Linked DNA regions of Rattus norvegicus: region 2 is linked to region 1. Evidence: chromatin contacts called from public Hi-C data. All regions are on one chromosome and are shown on one strand. Each heading gives the region's core, a stretch centred on a gene start, on an enhancer-like site or on the middle of the called end of the contact. The rest is flanking DNA. Distances are from core to core; before and after follow the strand shown.

Region 1 (3,266 bases), core at 578-3,077:
CTCAGACTCACTGTGAAGTCGAGGATCGGCTTGAACTCCTGATCTTCCTGCTCCCACCTCCCGAGTGCTGAGATGATCTTGCATCTGACGCTCTTTAAAAATATTTATTTATGTGAGGGAGGGGCCATGGTGATCTGTGGAGGTCAGAGGACAGTTTGTAGGAGTCTGTTCTCTCTCTCTGATATGTGGGTTCTTGGGGTTAAGTGCAGATTGTCAGGCTTGGCTGTGAGTGTCCCTAACTGCTCAGCCACCCATCCTGCACTTGACATTCCTTAAGCAGGTGGGGTAGCACATACCATTAATCCCTTTTCCATTCCGTTTCTATAGCCTCACCCCCAAACAGCTCTGCGGAGAATAAAAGACGGAGACAGGCACATAGTCAGAAAACCAGACCACCCAATTGGGGGCCTTCTAGAATCCAGAGATATGGGCAGATGTCTTGTGCTGCCCGGCAAGGGTTTAATCAGCCCCGATTAGCTCAGGTAAAGCTGCCAGAGGAAGTTAGAGCTGGGGCAAGGGTAGAGAGATGAGAAAAGAGCTCAGGGCTGTGTCAGGAGCCCAGGGAAAAATCTCCAGGACTTGGGGTGGACCAGAAGCTCAACATCCTTGCCTGGACTTTTTCCCCCCTTTGTCTGTTACCTCCTGTCTTTTTAGCCTCTACTTTAGTGGCTAAAAATGTTAGAACTCTTACAGTATGGAATCTGAATGAGTCTTGCGTATTTGTTTGTTTTTGAGACAAGGGCTTTGTAGCCAAGGCTGACCTCAAATTGAAGATTGTCTTGCTGCAAGCCCGCTAAGCTCCAGGTGTATCTGGCTCAGAATCAGCCTTACAAGGTTTCAAAGGTCAAAGGCCAGAGTTCATACAGCCAGTAGAGTCCATTCCCTCAGCTTGTTGAGCTTCTAGGAATTGCCAGCACTCTTCTGTTTGTAGTCCTCCTTCCGTTTCAGAGTGCGCAGTTCAGTCTCCGTGTCTGTCCTTGTCCTGTGTCCTTCCACCGTTGTCCTGTCTTCCCTGTCTAAGAACTCTTGTGATTAGGGCTCATCTGGATTGCAGAGCAATCTTCTCATGGAAAAAAAAAAATCCTTAACTTTGTCACACAAGTGAGTCCCCTTTGCCATTGATAATAGGTAACACAGCGAATATGTAAGGGATTGACATATGCTCATCTTTGGGGGCCACTGTTTGGTCTTGTCACCTTCAGCCATTCCTTTGTGCTGGAGACAAACTCTCCAATCTGTACAGATGGCTGTGGAACAGCCAAACTCTCCTGAAGCGTAGGAGTATAGTGTGGTGGGGATGGAGAAGCACTTTGGGCTATCTTGGGGTAAGTAGATGGAGCAAGATTGTCCTGCAGGGTTTAGAGGTGAGTCCTTGTCTCCAGTGTCCCTTTGTAACCCAGTCTCTCGAGCATTTCTGTGCCTCCATTTTTAGCTATATAAAGATCCCTGTGGTAAGCCTCGCCTCCCAGGATCCCAGTTTCTTCAGCCATGCTTGGAGGATCCTGGAAGGCTGTTCAGGGTCTAGAGCTAAGGCAAGAAGCTAGAGGCCCCTGAGGGTCAGTACTGATAACTTGAAGCCTGGCTCTGTAAACAAGGCTTTGCTTGGCTCCCTCTGTGTTCTCCTGAGGGGACGAGAGGGAATGGAGAGTTCCCCATGTCTGCCACAATTGCGGACTTACTAGAGTGCTGGGCGAAGGTAGTCCAGAGCCCGGAGGAAAAGGATCCATTGTCCACTATGTGGTCATGACACAATGGGGTTCTGTGCTTATTCCTGGAACTGAGTCATCCTCTGTAGATCCTAAGAGTTTGCCCAGGAAGAGAGGGCTGGAAACAGTCACGTGAGCAGTCTCTGAAAGCAAGAGAAGAATCAGCATTTGTTAAGTGTCTACCCAGTATGAGAGTTTGGTCATTTCCCTGGTTACATCAAGAAAACAGGCATTTATCTTTGTGGGAGACAGGAGCTCAGGATCCTAGGAATGTTCTGAGGTTCCACTTGGAGTTGGGGGTCTGCTTGATGTTTCCAGAAGATGGCTTCAGGCTATCTCCCCCAAATACTAGCAGACACGACTGGCCAGGGCTTGTGCAGGGCTTGTCCAATGCTTTTCTGATCCTTCTTTCTTAGCAGTGCTGTGGGTCTGCTGGATAGCTGTGTGACCCGATTTAAACTACAAGCCAGGAGTGTACAGATCACTCATGCTCCTAGGTGACACGTGTGAACTTATATGGCAAAAGCAGCAGTCACTTGGGTAGTTTGGGGAACGTTTTCTCGCTGCCTTTCCTTTGCCTTTGTATGAGCATGAGCATGTAGAGGTCTGACGTCAACATAAGCTATTGTCCTCAACCACCGTCCTTCTTTTTTATTCTTTAGAGTAGTGGGGGGTGGGGGAGAAGAGATGGCTTAGCTCAGTGGTTGAGAGCACTGACTGCTCTTCCAGAGGTCCTGAGTTCAATTCCCAGCAACCACATGGTGGCTCACAACCATCTGTGATGGGATGCGATGCCCTCTTCTGGCGTGCAGGTGTATAAGCAGATAGAGCACTCATAAAACAAGTAACTATACATTAAATACATGTCTTTAAACGTGTGTGTGTGTGTGTGTGTGTGTGTGTGTGTGTGTGTGTGTCCCAAGGTACAGGTGAAGTCAGAAGACAATTTTATGCCTTGTTGAGGCAGGGTCTTCCTTATTTCTACCATACTATGTACTGTAGGCTAGCTGGCCTAAGGGCTTCTGGGTGATTCTCCTGTCCTGTCATAGGAATGCTGGGACTACAGATTTGTGATACTGCGTCTGGTTTTTGTTTGTTTTGTTGTTATTTTGTTTTAAATGTGGGAATGGACTTGGGGAATGGACTTCGGTTTTGTGGGGTTAGCCTTTAACAGCTGAGCCATCTCACCGACCATTTATTTATTTATTTATTTATTTATTTATTTATTTATTTATGAAACAGGGTCTCTCTTATGTAGCCCTGGCTGTCCTTATTTATTTATTTATTTATTTATTTATTTATTTATTTATTTATGAAACAGGGTCTCTCTTATGTAGCCCTGGCTGTCCTGAAACTTGCTCTGTAGACCAGGCTAGCCTTGAACCCAGTGACCTGCCTGCTTCTGCCTCCTAAGGGATGGAAGGCATGTGCCACCACGTCTGTCTTAAGTTGTTGTTATTGTTGTTGCTTTTGAAACATGGTCACAGTATGTATTCCTCACTTGCTATGTAAACCAGGCTGCCTTTGAACTCACAGAGACCTGCCTGCCTCTGCCTCCAG
Region 2 (3,184 bases), core at 512-3,011, 140 kb before region 1:
TCCCAACACCCTTGAAAGCTGGGGGTGTTTGGCAGGCATTTGGCAGGCCAAAAATGTGAGGCTCAGGAATTCCCACCCCGCATTTTGCCTCCCCTGAGCGCTGTGTCCCACGAGTCTGGCACCCCAGCAGCAAGAAAGGAATGTAGCCTAAAGTCACTGGCAGGCACTTCACCTACCCATGCGGTGTCTCGTTGGTGTTCCTACACCCCAGTGGTGAAGCGAAGGGTAGAACCACATACTAGCCTGCTGCAGACGAGGCTTGTGAGGTCACATGACTAGTAACAGTGAGAGGGAAGGAGCTGCGACTCCAGCCTGGGCTAAGCCTAGTCTCTTTCATGCCCCCACCTTCACTGCCAAAGAAAACCTTACGTCAGCACTCTACGGAATTCAAACCAGTGTGCCAGGAAGTGGGATCTTCTGCAACCTGGAGGGATTACCATGAACACGGGGTGGATGGGTTGACAGGGAAGACAGAAATATAGCATGAGATGCTGTTTGAAAAAAAAAAAAAAGACTCTGAGTTTAACTAACTGTTCTAGTCTATGTAGCAACCGTGGCCAGCCAGGGCTACATGGTGAGACCCTGTCTCACATAGTAGGGTGGGGTGAGTCTACATCTCTGTGGGAGCTCACCCGAGGGTCTGAGCTTAATATCCAGAAAAGGAAAAACCAAAAGGTATTGGAGGGTGGGGGGCGGGGTGTCGATATGGCTCAGAGGTAGAGCACATGTCTACCACGTTCGAGGCTTGTTTAATTCCTGTAAATGAAAAAAAAAAAAAATAGAAAAGTGCAGCTGAGCATGGTGAAGCTCTGAGTACAGTTCAGCAGCTGGAGGTCAGGAGCTGAAGTTTGAGAAAGCTTGGGCCACGGGAGACCTTGTCTCAAAAGCATAACAAACAGGTAAATAAAATGCTTCAAAGAAGGAAGGAGGGAATGGGAGGTTCATTTGGGTGTGGGGTGTAGCTTAATTGATAAAACATTTGCCCTAGGGCCCTGGGTTTGAGCCTCAGCACTGAATAGGAAATCATGTGAAGCCAGGCAGTGGTGGCACCCACTTTTAGTCTCAGCACTCTGGAGGCAGAGGTAGGTGGATCTCTGAGTTCAAGACCAGCCTGGTCTACAGGGTAAGTTCCAGGACAGCCAGGGCTACACAGAGAAGCCCTGTCTCAAGGAAAAACAACAACAACAACAACAATAACAAACTCAAAACAAACAAACACTGTATGTGGTAGCTCTATAATCCCAGAAGTATTGGGGAGGTAGAGGCACAAGAATCAGAATTTCAGGGTTATCCATTTTGGCTATTTAGCGAGTTCTGGGGCAACATGAAACCTATTCTCAAGAAAAAAGAATGAAAAGAAGGGGGAGAAAAGTGGGGTTAGAACAGACCAGTGTTTAAGAACACAGGCTCCTTCTCCAGAGGACCCAGGTTTAATTCCCAATGCTCACATGGTGGTTCACAATCATCCAGCCCCATGATCCAACTCCTTCTGGCCTCCGTGGACACTAAGCTGGTGTGTGGTACACAGACATACACACAGACAAAGCACCTACACACATAAAGGAAGCCATATTTTTAAAGAAAAAAAGGGGGATGGAGAGAGGGAGAGGAAGAGAGGGAGGGAAGGAGGGAGGGAACTAGGGCCATCTGGGTGTTATCACAGAGCCTATTGTGCTAGTACACAGGAGACTGAGGCATGAAGATCCTGAGTCTGAGGCCAGCCGGAGTTGCCTGATAAGACTCTGACTCAGAACAAAACAAAGAAGAAAATGGAGTCTGATATCAGGCTGCTTAGGTTTGAAATCTAGTTTCCCCTCCCAGACACCACTCACATCCTGCATCTGAAAACTGGGGACATGAATAAGTACCTCCCAGGGATGTTGGGAAATGAGGTGATGCCTGTGAGAGCCGTGGCAAGAGTAAACAGCCTGTTAAATTTTTATTAACGTAGTGATTACTGCTACCCTCCCTTCGTTACACCAGACTCTTCTATCAAGCCGGTATTTGAAAATTTAAACAAAACAGGTGTCTGGCTGAAGGCTTACAGCAGGGAGATCTGGCTGGGAGATTTTCTTCTGATTTGGGGTTTTCTTTGCCAGCTCCAAGACAGCTCCCCACATACGATGATGAATGTGATTAATTGCAATCAGCTCCTCTCCCCTTAATGAAGGAAGCTGGAAGTCACCCTGAGGCGTTTGCGTAAACCGATGCCGTTAGCTACTATGTCCACAAGGTGTCGCTACGGATCACACTTTGATATCCCCGCAGCCACACCAGGTTATACTGGGTCATGGAACTTTACCGTCAGACTCCGGTGTAGAGCAGAAATGTTGTTCGCAGGCAGCTGGGCATTCTTCAGCCACACCCTTTCAAACCTGTCTTGGCACTACACTGTGTGGGTAGAAGGGCTGTGGGTTGAGAGGAATGACTTGGCCAAGGTGACCTGGTAATTGGGAACAGAGCTAAAAAAGAGTGTCCCGTACCAACTCCATCCAGCCCTGTGTAAAAAGCCTTAGGACGACAGGACCTCAAGCTTGACACCTTAAGGGATTTGATTTAAACGTGGGGCCTGAGTGACTCGAAAAGCCCACTGTTCCTTTCTTGGAATCCTAGTCTTTCAGGCCCAAGGCAGGTCTCCTAGATCCTAGCTGCCTCTTCTGACCAGCTCTGTATTGATGGGAATGATAATCTCCGTGGTGACTCGTCATTAAACATGCAATGCTTCAGGAAACCTTTGCTCCCCCCAGAATGATCCAGCCTTGATCTGATCCTGAGGAGTCTGTCCTAGGGTGCCAAGGCAGTGTACTCCTAAGGAGAAGAAGCCAGGACTCACTTCTCAAGATCCTCCAGAGTCAACCTCCTACAGCCTGTGCTTTCTCTGCCTGAGTTGTTCCTACACCTTGGGAAGGTATACTAAGAGGCAAAAGTGGACCAAGACAGGCTCCAGCCACATGCCGAATAGATGCTCTGAAGTACCAGTTCCCACAGCTCCTTTCTTTCCCTGAAGCCTTCCAGGAGGGACCAGCATGGCTGTGCCCTAAGGTATTGCTTTTGCTTGCACAAGCAGCCAAGGGGCAGGCACCTGCGACTGCAAATCTGCCACACTATTTCACCACAATGGGCCCAGTATTCACTTCGGCAGTGGAGAAGGGGTCCCACACCATGCCATGTGTCTCTGGGCTCC

The links. A called contact is a pair of places that touch in the nucleus more often than the background predicts.
Region 2: a contact with region 1 is called in a Hi-C map of the A7r5 cell line, with 4 times the contacts expected there. The contact joins two enhancer-like sites. A contact is called at or near these places in 10 of 12 Hi-C or Micro-C datasets (the A7r5 cell line, the Rat2 cell line, Schwann cells and 6 more).

Annotation. Positions count from the first base shown.
Region 1 is chr6:112,161,477-112,164,742 of GRCr8, reverse strand. No RefSeq gene overlaps it. Among named protein-coding and RNA genes, the nearest start is that of Lrrc74a, 46 kb to the right of the region's middle. Within about 2 kb of position 1,827, at least 48 of the 93 cell types and tissues checked have an H3K27ac peak or open chromatin away from gene starts, as enhancers often do. A contact at or near this core is called in the A7r5 cell line, where this site is marked.
Region 2 is chr6:112,299,543-112,302,726 of GRCr8, reverse strand. No RefSeq gene overlaps it. Among named protein-coding and RNA genes, the nearest start is that of Cipc, 25 kb to the left of the region's middle. Within about 2 kb of position 1,761, at least 14 of the 93 cell types and tissues checked have an H3K27ac peak or open chromatin away from gene starts, as enhancers often do. A contact at or near this core is called in the A7r5 cell line, where this site is marked.